Regions from separate parts of the Mus musculus genome. Here region 2 is linked to region 1. Evidence: chromatin contacts called from public HiChIP or PLAC-seq data. All regions are on one chromosome and are shown on one strand. The core of a region is the stretch at or near the end of the contact, and the rest is flanking DNA. Distances in the headings are between cores, read along the strand shown.

The links. HiChIP or PLAC-seq counts read pairs in DNA pulled down with a chosen protein or histone mark.
Region 2: a contact with region 1 is called in an H3K27ac HiChIP or PLAC-seq map of extraembryonic endoderm stem cells, with 5 times the contacts expected there. The contact joins two enhancer-like sites. A contact is called at or near these places in 1 of 15 datasets of contacts at CTCF or cohesin (embryonic stem cells), 7 of 484 Hi-C or Micro-C datasets (the AML12 cell line, differentiating embryonic stem cells, embryonic fibroblasts and 1 more), 2 of 115 datasets of contacts at active chromatin or transcription factors (extraembryonic endoderm stem cells and trophoblast stem cells) and 2 of 9 other capture datasets (embryonic stem cells and embryonic trunk).

The regions. Positions count from the first base shown.
Region 1 is chr11:65,205,321-65,211,775 of GRCm38.p6, reverse strand. All of the region lies in intron 5 of Myocd (myocardin), which reads left to right. Among named protein-coding and RNA genes, the nearest start is that of Arhgap44, 46 kb to the right of the region's middle. RefSeq lists an enhancer at 1,319-2,921. Within about 2 kb of position 2,120, at least 37 of the 459 cell types and tissues checked have an H3K27ac peak or open chromatin away from gene starts, as enhancers often do. A contact at or near this core is called in extraembryonic endoderm stem cells, where this site is marked.
Region 2 is chr11:65,556,021-65,562,314 of GRCm38.p6, reverse strand. No RefSeq gene overlaps it. Among named protein-coding and RNA genes, the nearest start is that of Gm26128, 67 kb to the left of the region's middle. Within about 2 kb of position 2,679, at least 1 of the 459 cell types and tissues checked has an H3K27ac peak or open chromatin away from gene starts, as enhancers often do. A contact at or near this core is called in extraembryonic endoderm stem cells, where this site is marked.

The sequences.
Region 1 (6,455 bases), core at 871-3,370:
TAAGATAGAATGATCTAGAACCTTTCTTAACACAAGCAAGGACATTTTGACAGTGAGCCTTCCCGCCTGGGCTTTTCCTACCACAGACTTTTCTTTCTTATTGGATGCCAGCTACTGATCCCCTGCCTGACTTGTGAGTGTCTTCTCTGAATATGGTTTTAGAGACTCCAGCTGGTCTCATTCTCATCTCTCTGGAATGGCATACTGTACAGGAAGACAAAGCTCAGGCTCTTGCGGCCACCACTCAGAGGACATCTGGTTGCCTATCATCCTTTTGTGAAAAACTTCATCATGTCAGGACATGGCTTATAACCAACATGATATTCATGGGACTGATAACTTCTCTACAGAATGCAGAATGGCCTTGTTATGTTTATGAGTGGTCGTTATTACTCAGATGTTCCTCAGTACTGAGAGCCCTGGGTTCTTCTCACATGTAAATAGTTTCTAATCACATGATCATTAAACAGTTTCTTCACAGGATGCCAGTATCCCTTAGCTCCAGAGGAAGCAGGGTTTTGTCCATAGGTTTGACTCCTGGCTTGAGGCAAACCAAACCCAGCTGGATTCCTCAAAGAGTGGGAGGACCCTGAGCTCCAGCTACAACTGAAAGGTTTCTAACCTTGTCTTTGGACTGGACCAGGTTTTCCATCTAAGTCAGCACTTCAGTTTCCATTCAACCAGTGTTTTAGAATATGTAGCTCTGTTGTCAAAAATAAATTCATTTTATCACCATAACCTTTAAATATAGAAACCAATGTGTGACCCACCAAGGCCATCCATTTCCAGCTGTCATGTATCTGAAGGCCTCTTTATTCAACATATCTTGGTCTGTGACCCACAGGCTTTACCTCAAAATCAACCTCTTCAGCTCACTCAGAACCCGGTCCATGTTCAGAGACCAAGGAGTTTTGACACTGATCATGCATTTTAAAGGCAGATATACAATAACAATGGCCCTGTGCCAGATGGTAGGGTTGTTTGCCTTGGCATGCCTTACTTTCTCACGGACAAAATTCTACCATTCCACAATGAGAAATCACTTCCAAAGTACAAACGATCCTTAGGGGAAAGAAATCCACCATGGCATGTATGTCAAATGTTTTTCTGAAGAAAAACTCTGGGAAAAGTAGGGTAGGATTCTAAAATGGGGGAGCTGGCAGATTTGGGGGAGAAAGGGTGGGTGCTGAGGGAAGAAAGTGGCCCTCCGATTCTGCAGGGCTGCCTGGTGACCTGAATGCCATCAGTCCTGCGGAACCCACCTCAGTACTGCTGAGAGATGGGCAGTTGGAGTTGAGGATATCTTGCAAGATCCCTGTGGGGTAGCAGGAGGTATTGACAGGTGACACAGGGACATTGAGTGGCTGTCCCATAAGGGAAGAAGGAGACCAGGGGAGTATATCATGTTCATACTGGATAATATTCTTTGACTCTAGTATTTGACCTCTAGAACTGACACGTAATACATATACATAGTAGCTAGCACTTCTGATTTATGAAGATCTGGTCAAGAGACACAAGAGGAGTTTCTGAGGTGTCACAGATCTGAGGAAAGGGAACCCTGGGTACCAGTTCACATCCATTTTATAATGAAGACTACTGATGTCCTTTGAGAGAAGTTGAGTTCTCTCAAGTAGAGGAACCACCAGGCCATAGACTATAGTATATTGTTGGATCTCATCAAGTCTCCTTGACAACAGGCAAGATTAAACAACATCTACATCTATGTGAATGACCTGTGGCACTCACCCTTGGAAAACAGATATTGCTTCATTTTCATTCTGAAGAATGTTAGGGATGGTCAGTCAGTCTGTCCCCAAATAAAAACAGCTCCCCTGCCCTTCAGGACACTAACTTGGAGGTAGAACATCAGGCGGTGCCCTCTCCCATTGCGCCCGACCCTTCCTTCATAGCCCTGGGTGCAGGTTCTAGGGAGAGAGTAACTAGGCCTCCAATTATCTCATTTAATCTTGGAATGTTAAACGTGCGTACACAGGAAAGTACAGCTGACTCATTCATCTAATCACTTCCAGGGAATGGGGGAGTTGAGGTCCCAAGGGGGCAGTGCCAAGAGCCAGTCCTGTGGGCATAGCCGGAGGATGATGTCAGGGCTTCTCAGAGCAGGTCCTTGTCATCACACTGCCTGACGTGTCTGGAGGGACAATAGCCAGCACTCTGCTCTCCAGCAGCTCCCAGCCAGCCTCTTGTCGTGGGAGATTGGAGCAGAGGCCCAGGGTCACAATGCAGTGCAATCAATGTGAATGTTCCACAGGGACACAGATAAGGTGACCAGAAGGTGACCTGTGTCCCTCTCTGCAGCAGCGTGGCTTGAACCAGCAAAGAGGGTGGCCTGCCCTGAACAAAGTTTCTCCTTACCCTAGGAAAGCTGACTCCTTGTTTTCCCAGAATGAGCCTCTCTGGACAAAAGAGTTTCCTCACCGTGGAGTTGCACTGGGCCTTTAAGAGGCTGACCACAAAATAAACTGCTTCCGGGGTGGTCCTTTTGTTTTTGATAATGGTAAACTTGAGAATGGCAGATGCTTCTAAACAAAAACAGTATCAGCCACCAGAATAGCTAGACATGACTGAAAAGTTCACGTCAGGCCGTGACTCGGTGCTGTGGGGATATTATTTCCTGAAACCTAGAGTGGTAGGTCCATTCATTATTCCCACTTTACAGAGGGGGAAACTGAGGCCCTCTGAAGTAATAGAACCAAGAAAAGAAAAGTGCCCCAAGTGTTTCCAACTCTAGAACCCATGAGGGCCTTAAGCGTCTTGTGAAAGTAGGTGGTGGTGGTGGTGGTGGTGGTGGTGGTGGTGGTGGTGGTGGTGGTGGTGGCGGCGGCAGCTCTGAGGGATTCCTCTGTAAGCCTGAAGAATTGCTGTGTGAAGGCTCCCTGTCCCTCCCTTCCTCTTCTGCCCAGAGAGTGACAAACCCAAACAACTTGCAACCCTGAAGGTGATGAAACTGGGGTGGCCCATATGATGGCACAGTCCTTAGTGGTCCTCAAATGTACCTGTTGGCAGAATCTGAGCTGGCCACATCATGTTGTCTGGGTACCAGACATCCATACCATCTGGGGCTGTGGCACTCACCCTGCTCCTTTGTGTGGATGTGAACAAGTTCTGAGTGCTCTGTTTCATGTACTTGTGACTTGTGGCTTAAGCGGGGAAACTCTGAGTTGGTAGGTTTGATGGTATAGGATGTGGATTCTAGAATAATTCTCTCCTCTAGCTAGTAGAGTTTCTTCTTTCCCTCACTACACCAATTCTGTTTATCGGTCCCTCTTGTGTCTCTTCCTCTCTCCACCACCATCCAAGTCCCTGCACCCTTCTGTTGTCCTGCCCATAGCTGACAGTCATTTCAGGTTCCACCCAAGCCCCCTCCTCTCCGGGAGTTCTTAGACAACTTTACATCACCAGCTCTTCTGTCTAACTGCTGTGGACACTCTCCAGGCCACATTTCTTTGACAGATTCTCTTATTATCCCAGGGAGATACACACACAACCTCTCTCCCTACTTTCAGCCTCTTTACCATATCTTATCTGATCACCTCTGCCCCTCTTGAAGTGTGAAAGGTGCAAGTGGAAGAAATAGCTGAGGACCTGCTCCCTTCAGACTTTAGGGGAAAAAATAGAACTGATTACAGAAAGTTGTTCCTCCATACCCACAGGGGCTTAGTGCCAGGATCCCTCACAGATGACATGCTCGGGATTCTCGAGTCCCTCCTGTGAAACGAAATACTATTCGCACATGATCCACGCTCATTCTCCCTTTATGTCAATCACCTATCTACTAGCTGCCATGCTTAATTCCACACAAACACTGTGTAATGCTATATGTACTGCAAGGGGAAGGGGGTAATAGCAAAAACAACGCCTGTAGATGTTCAGAACAGAAGCAATTTTGTCGGTCCTAGTCAATGCCAAGAATGTGGAACCTATAGACAGCAAGCTGATACCATCTATTCCCTTATTCTAGTGACCTGGCTTGAGGTCACCACTTGCCAGCGGGCAGTGCGTCAGGTCAATGGGGGCATCTTCAGTGTATGTGTACCGAGGCAGATCCTTTGCTTCCCTAGTGTGTTCTCCACCCTCCAACCGAGGCAGGCTGATGATTCTCCCTTAAATAACAAGTGGCTCCTCCCAAGGGCTTCGTGGCTAACAGGGAGGGTGGTTGGTTTAGCCACCTTCTTCTGTAAAGTGACTCTGGGGGTCCAAAGGCTGGGAATCCACTCCCAGTTCTGTCATGAAACAGTTGTAGAAAACAGAACTTTCCATATCCTCACCAGCCAGAGTGGAGAAAATGCTTGGCTCCCCATGGCTGTTTGAAAGCTCACAAATCTGCTTTATTCTAGTTGGCTCTGTTAGAGAAATCTGCGCCCTCCTCTCCCTTCCTCTTCCCCCTCCCCCTCCCCCTCTCTCGGTCTCTCTGTCTCTCATGCTCCCTTTGTCCTCCTCTTCCTGCTCCTTCTCTTCTTCCTCCTCCTCTTCTATTCCTTCCATTACACATAATTGCATCATTGTAGGATACAAAAAAACAAAAACAAAACAAAACAAAACAAAAAACCCACCATTCTTCTTCTTTCTCCCTGATTCTTCTAACATTCCTATCCACATGTTAGAATGTGGGACAATTTCACAATTCAGTTCATTTCTCCCTAATTTTTGCACATTCGGGATGCCATATTCTAGTTAAGTTATGGACACCTCTTTGTCACATGAAACATCAGACCACATAAAGAAGACCCAATCCCTTCATCATGAAAGAAATGGGAAGAGGCATGAGACAATGAGCTTCTCGGGGTGTTCTGGTGGGCAGAGAATACGGTGCTCCTGAGGGGCTGGTAGGATCACATGCAGGTGTGCAGCATCGGCTCAGGGCGTGAGCCAGCAGACCTCAGAGGCATGCTGTGGTCTCCCAGGTGGATTTCAACAGGGATAAAAACTAAATATAGGCATTACTTGTGACTAAAACTCCAATGATGTTTTTGAATGGGCTGAGTCGGCAACATATCCATACGTTCTCGGAAACAGCCAGGAGGAGCTTCTCTAGGAGGTCTCACGCGTCAGTTCTCCCGAGAAAGGAAAATGTACAAAGTCAGACTTGATGTAGGAACCTGACTCGCAGAGACCGCAGAGCTTAGATTGTTCTGAAAACAGTGTATGAACTAACTCCAGATTCCTGAATGGGGGAGGGGGGTGTTTGGGAGAAGAGTCTAAGAGATAGAAGAGAGACACTGGGTTTCAGTGAAAAGGTTGGCCCCTATCCAGTGAGTTTTTCTAACCGAAGGAAAACAGTTTTCTGACACAATGATGAAAAACTACTAATGCTTACTTATTTAGGTTAATAAATGGTTTCTGTAATTCTCTGCACTTTTTTAACATTTCCTATTTTTATTTTATTTTTGAGGACATTTAATTATATTTCTTTCTTCCTTTTCCTCCCTCCAAACCCTTCCCCAGCCTCCTTCAAATCCATGACCTCTTTTTTCACTAACTGTATTCAAATATGTATACACATAGAATCTGCTGTCTGTGGTAGTCTGTGTATATGTTTCCAGGGACAACCATTTGGCACCGGATATTTTGTGTGTGTGTGCTAAAATGTGTAAGAATGGGTTGGGGTTATTGTTTAATGGTAGAACAATTTCCTAGCATGCACAAAGACCCTACCCAGATTTAATCTCCAATTCCTAGCATGCACATATACACATATACCTCAAAGTACAAGTATTAATTTTAAGTGTTCCCACTAATACAATGGAACACTATACAATTATTTTTTTAAATGAGGATAGTCATGGGGGGAGGGGAGAGGGATGGAGTAAAATATGATTTTCAGTGTTGGGAATTGAACCCATGGCTTTCTACATACTAGGCCAGCACTATCACTGAGCTATACCCCCAACTCTTGATTAGTATGCTATACCCAGTCCAATCTATTTAAAACTTCATTTTGCATTTATCTTTCTGAATCCATATAGTTAAATCTAAAAGAGACCACTGACTTCCACTGTGAGGTGAAATATGTACATTAGGTATTTTTATGCTACATAAATTTTTATCACGAACTTCCTCTTTGATAGTTATAACAGCAATAATGACTTCTACACATTGACCCATAGAGCAGATGTCCCAGCATCTAAGCTGGTTAGCAGGCTTTCCATTGAGCTAATCACTGAAGTTTCCACTTGCTGTGTCCTTGCCTGGCCTCTTTCCTGATTTGACACTTGGATGTCCACATGAGAGGCTGTGACACATGCCAGCAGTGGGGGCGATGACAAGCCCCAAACCACATTTGTTCCATTTCTCCCAACTCCTCACAGCCTTCGCCATGGCCACGGTGAGAGCTCCTGTCTGTTATCTGTACCTAGTAAGAGTCAAAAGTTCTTGTGAGTGTGATTGCAGAATGGGGGGCTGGAAAGGCTCCCGATAATGTTGAAATTCCTTTG
Region 2 (6,294 bases), core at 1,430-3,929, 350 kb before region 1:
GAAATTCGCCTGCCGCTGCCTCCTGAGTGCTGGGATTAAAGGCGTGCACCACCACGCCTGGCTAAATTTTTCATATTTTAACTAACAGTTTATAGTCTTATCTCATCAGTTATTGAAAGAAATTAATTTAAATATCTTACTTTTCTTTATTTTGTGATGAACCTGCATTTTTATTAGTTCAAATTCCCATTATTAATTGTTAGCTACTAATTCTCTTACATTCCTTTAGAGGCTACTCTTAGTGACAAGGACGTTATCCCACTGAGTAAGAGTATAAACAGGTACTTGAATAATTTTTACTGTGAATGTTTCACATGAGTGTCCTCGTGTACTTTACTTTATAGATACTTAACCTCTGTGGTATCGTTATTGTGCTAAAAGGTATTTAGAGCCACTAAACATTCTCTTTCTAAAAACCTCTCCCTTGCCCCAACTTGTAGGTGTTCTGCTTCTTCTCAGTGGTACCATCTTGACGACCAGCGTTAGTGCGCATGTCTTTGAGGGACCTACAGATGCATATTGTAGCAGTTCTCGCTATTCGGTTCAGAAGTCATCGGTGAGTTCTATTAGTGATGCTCTGAGGGAGAAGTTATATTCTCTACACTCTCATTCTGAGCAGTTCTGTGAAGGTATACTTTCTTTGCTTTCATCCTAATTATGTGAATATCATTATATTTCTTGAATCTGTGGTTTGATGACTTCAGTTTAGAAAGCTTTGCTTCAAGAAGTTTTCTAAGGAAAACTTCACCCCTACTTTTTTTTTCCTTCTGAGATTTAAACTGCACATACATTGCATTCTCTATGGTCTGGCAGCACAGTTTTGTCCATTGTCCATTATCACTGTATTCTTTGCCTGTTGAAACCACTGATTGAACTATTAATGTCTCCTTCCAATTTTCCAGTGTTGTATTTTATACAAATGTTATTGAAATGTTCCTCACAGATGTCACCTCTCTCCTCTTCTTTCTGCCCTTTTCCTGTTTCACTAACATCTTTGTGTCAGTTGTTCTAGAAGTCACAGAAGACAACTTGTGTATCATCATTAGTTTGATTCTAATAACTACCTCTTCTTGGGTTCCTGGTCCTATAGCCTTATATCTCTGACATTTTCTGGCTGATTGTTGGACACTAAGTATAAAAAATTTTAAACCATCTCAGCCCCATTCTTTGACAAATTTGCCTCTGAGAACCTCAGCCCACATATGTTGATGAGGTAGCCAGTTCCTTGATTCACTTCTATCTGTGAGTAACCTTGAGTCATCTCCTGGCTACTTCTTATCTCTCTGACTCCTTTAAAGTAACCTGACAGGTTACTTTTTTTCCTTTACAAGATTTGTTGACTCTGTGTGGGAGATATAAGCTAGTGTATCCCAGCTAAAAGTAGAGAATCTTGAAGTCTTCAGACATGAGGTATAAAACCATTTCTGGAGTATGGTAGGTTCCTGATACCATAGACTTAGTGCCATTAATTCTATTTCCTTGTGCTTAAATATGACTATAGATTATATCTGACAGGAAAATTTTTGCTAAATTCCTCTTTCTTACAGTGCATGCATTTGTTATCTTTGAGAAAGCTACAGGGAAAATATGTAGACATACATACACACATACATACATACATACATACATACATACACACATACACACATACACACCCCCCTTGTAACAAAGTTATTCTACCTTAGGTCTTTTTAATTCTTCACAGTAGTGGAATAGTTTACATTTACCAAATTTCACTGTAGTTTTGGAAATTTTGTCTAGAAATAGATCTTGGGGCTTTCATTAATAAGGAAAGTAGTTGCTACTTCTAAAAATTATTTTTTTCATACAACATATTTTGATTGTTTTTCCTCCTCAACGCCTCCCAGATCCTTTGCACCCCTCCATCCATCCAACTTCATGTTCTTCCCCACTCACCACAAAACAAAACCAAAATCATAACATCCATCAGGTCATGGCAGGGAGAAGGGTCTGCATGCTGATTTTGTACAGTTGTGGGCAGATAGACTCTGTTTCTGAAAAGTATGTTCTATTTGGGTTTAGTCTTAAGTTGGATTTCCTAGTGGGACTATATTGGATGTGTATTCTTCATGTTTCTACTCATAAAAATGGGGCACCTCTTTGATGGAATTATAGTCATTTGTTGACTAGTTTATCGATTTAACGCGTGGCATTTCAGAGTTGTGTGTAGGTGTTCCCTGCCGTGAGGCTGGCTGGGCAGACCCTGCTGTGTGAATGCAGAGTGAGGAGAAATGCCGCTCCCTAAAATGGTAGAGTTCTATTGTCCGAAATCTTCAGCAGATTGCCTTTCCCAGCATGGGTGACCTGTCAGATGGCAGGGATGCACAGGGCAGAGTGCTAAAAAGGGAGAGAGGAAGGCTTAACAACAACAATGGCACAACCCCAAATCAAAGATAAAAAACAAAGCAAAAAACCCAACAACAATACAAGGGGAAACTCCCAAGCCCGTGTCCCAGGACACTTCTCAGAAATGAGAGGGAAAGCCATATAACAAGGCAGTCCCACACAAGACGATGGATTTCTCTCTGCTAATTGCACTTGTTTTTACTGTGGTCAGGTTTAAAAAAAAAGTTTCTGTGCTAACTGTCAACCTCCTATAGAAACTAAGCAAGCAGCCAACCAGAAGGCTCCTAAAAATGCCTCCCTTTCCTTGAGAGCCCAGTGTAGGTCTTTTGGAGAAAAACAGCAGAAGCCACCTCCTTGGGAATTCCCCTTGCTTAACACTGGGTCCTCTTTCTACCCAGAATGCCATTCGATTACTTAGTAAGTACAAGACCTGTATGAAAGACAACTTAGACAAGCTATGCTTTTGAGGATTTCCAAGGGTGAGTCAAACCAACTATACTTCATACTTGCCCCCATTCAACGGCAGCAGTTAGGAAGTCAGCCTGAGCTGGGGTGGCTAGTTATAGATAAATCTCTAAATTTTTATTTTTATTTTTATTTATGGTGTGTGTGTGCTTGTGTGTGTATGTATTCATAGACATGCATATGTGGGTACACATGTGTTATGCATATGTGTGGAGTCTTAAGTTCGATGTGGAGCATCTTCCTTAATTGATCTCTACCTCAGTTTTTGAAGCAGAGACTTTCACTGAACCTGGGGCTCACCAACTAGGCTAAACTGCCTGGCCATGGAGCCCTAGGGACCCCCCTGTTTCTACCTACCCAGTGCTAGAAGCACAGGTGCACACTGTTGTGAATAGCCTTTTCACACCGGTGCTGAGGATCTAACCCAGGCGCTCATATTCATACAGCTATGATGAACTTCATAATGAACTTCATTAACCAAGCCACCTTCTCAGCTCCCAATAAACCTCTGTGAAAATACCTTTGAGCTCATCTTCTGTTCCTCTTGAAACTGACATCTATAAAGTTATTGGGTATCCATTACTGGTAGTGTGTGTGTGTGTGTGTGTGTGTGTGTGTGTGTGTGTGTGTGTGTGTGTGTCGTGTGTCTGTTTTAAGAGTGGCTAGGTGTGGCCTTGACTTGGTCTGCTTAGGTTCTGTACAGAATAAGAGTTCCTTGTACCTATGGTGGGAGTCAGAAAGAATTTTACAGCCTTGTCATTAACCTAATTGATGATGGTATTGCCATCTTTTAAAGGAGTTCCCATGTTTAGGTGGCTTTTGGAATAAAGGAAAAACTTAGAGAGTTAGGAAAAGACACTGAAGATAAGAATAAGTCCCTCATAGCATCTGCATCATGGTACCCAGGTCTCCTCTCTGGCTGCTCTGAGCAAAGCTACTTCAGTTAACTTTGGTGGGGGATGGGAGGGACTGTTGTTTTCCTCGACTCTTCCAGAGAAATTTCATACATATTTTGCTTAGTGTGTCAGCCTGTGCATCTGGGAAGTATAATGCGTTCTTGGCGCCACAGCCCTTTGTGACGTCTGTCCATTGCCTCTTGCAGAAGGAACAGGGGTTGAGTTTGTCTATTTAGAGTATTGGATATTTTGGTGTCTATTATTTAGAAAGTTGTGATTGGGATCTCTCTTCAAGCTGAGATTATTTTTGTCTCCAAATAATCAAAGCCAGACTCCCCACAGGAGGCTGCAGGCTGTGGCTGGTGCTCTTGGATGGAACCAGGATGCAAACCTCATCCCCACATTAGGAAGGAGAAGGGGATGGAAGGGGGGTAATTGTTCCAGAGAGGTTTACCCTTATGGTTTTGATGATGGATATGGAAAAGCTGGGAAGGCAAATAAACTTTCTCTGGGACAAACGACATAAAACTATAGCTTCTTTTTCAATGTTTTGCCTTCATTCTGGAAAGGGAGACGACAAATTAGACACTAAAGTTTACAAGCACAGAAACCTAGTTTCTAACCCACTGTGTGTGATTTTGTAAATAAAACTACAACAACAATAAACCTATTAAATGGTCATTTATTTCCTTCTAGATCACAGACCTGAGGGTTTCTAATCTAAACACGATGAGGATACAGTTTCAATAGTAACACACCTAGTAGTGCCATTATCTTTGGTCTCCATTCTTCTACTTACCAAGATGATGTCAGTATTCATAGTCAGATCCATATTGCCTAAGTAGCCTGTGGACACTGATACTGAGCACTAAGCTTTTGCACCACCATCCAGTGTATGCACCATGCCTACATTCACCTTGAGACAAGTCTGTCTCCTCCTCACTTTCCCCATGGAGATGCTCTGACTTTCATGGATAGAGCTTATGCTCGAAGCCCATGCAGTCTAGATGCAGATCTGGACCATGATCACCTAGCGCCACTGGATATTGAACTCCCTCACTTGGCTTGCACACACACTCGTAGCTGGCGCTTCAAATCTGGGAGCCCAAATTCATGGATCCAACCTGTTGTAGGGTGTAAACATTGGAGAAACAGTACCATCTATACTGAACATATACAGACTTATTCCTTCTTAATATTATTATTCCTTAAACAATATAGAATAGCAACCATCTACATACCTTACTCCTTGTTAGAAGTCCTTTGTAGATAATTTAAAGTATAGATGATATACAAACATTATGGCACCTTCTATGAAAGCACCTCTGGATTTTGGTATTTATGGCAGCATGTGTCCTGGAGTCTATCTATGGATAGAGAGGGGCTGTGCTAGTCTTTGTTCAGAATTTTCTAAGGCAACCTCTCTGTCTAACTCTCTCTGTAGGCACAGACCATCCAACTTTCATGGTGGAGCTGAGGTAAGCCTTTTTCCACCCCGGGGCAATGTGTTCCTCTTCAAGCTTCTATGAAGGCTTGTGAACAGGATCCTTCATCAACTCAAGGCCTTGTTCCCCCTTAGTGTAGTTTACAGGATACGGCTTCTCCTGAGTGAGGTTAGAAGTTCTCTGAGAACATGTCTCCATCTTCCACGCTTCCACGTTGTCTACTTGCTCATGTGAAGGAGAATTCCTGACAAGAAGCTGTGTCTGCAGACGCTGAGTGATGGAGTGTTGCAGACCTAGAGCCTAATTACCTTGGGTGAGCATTAACCATTTCCTGCACCTTCTCTGTGTCTGACTTTCTATTCTGTTACTAGCAAATGTAACATCCAGAAAAATAGAACAATTTCTGGAATATATTAACATTGCCCTAGTTTTCCACCAGTCAAAGGGCTAAGGGTATTATCAGACAGAATTCAAAGCCTGTGGCTGAGATTCTCCCCATCTTGTTGTAAGCTGCTGCACATATATTTCCACTAATGTATTTTATTAAAGCCTTGATTTATGACTGTCTCTGTTCTGTCACCATAGAAATGTTCTGTCACCCTTCCACATTGTAATAATGGAGCTTGAGGTAACCTGAGAAAGGGGGGAATGCTAATTAAATACCATTAAGTAGAATGGCTTGCCCTAAGTGCAGGGTCACTTTCACATAGGTGTCAAAGTTATAAAACCTGCCATTAAATTCTGAGGTGCAAAATAGTGGAGGCTTGTGAGGAGCCAAGAGTAAGAGAAATGGAGAATGAGTCAAAAGCCATGAAAAGCTGAAACTGAAATGGTCCAAGGGGGGCGTTGTGATGCACCTGGAGTATGCTCCCAGGAGAGCTACAGACTGAATTTGCAGGAGCAGAGTCACCTCATTGAGGGTTCATGACAAGATACAACCAGCTATTGGCTCTGTCTGTGTCTAAGAACCATCTCCAGATCAAAATGACATCATGAGTCCTGGCCACCATAGCCTGTGCTCTGGAGGAATCGTCCCTATTAAATAAGTGACTTTAGAGATTGACAGTAAAGAGTCAAGGGACAAATCAGAGCAGATAGTCAAGAACACGGAGGAAGGGACA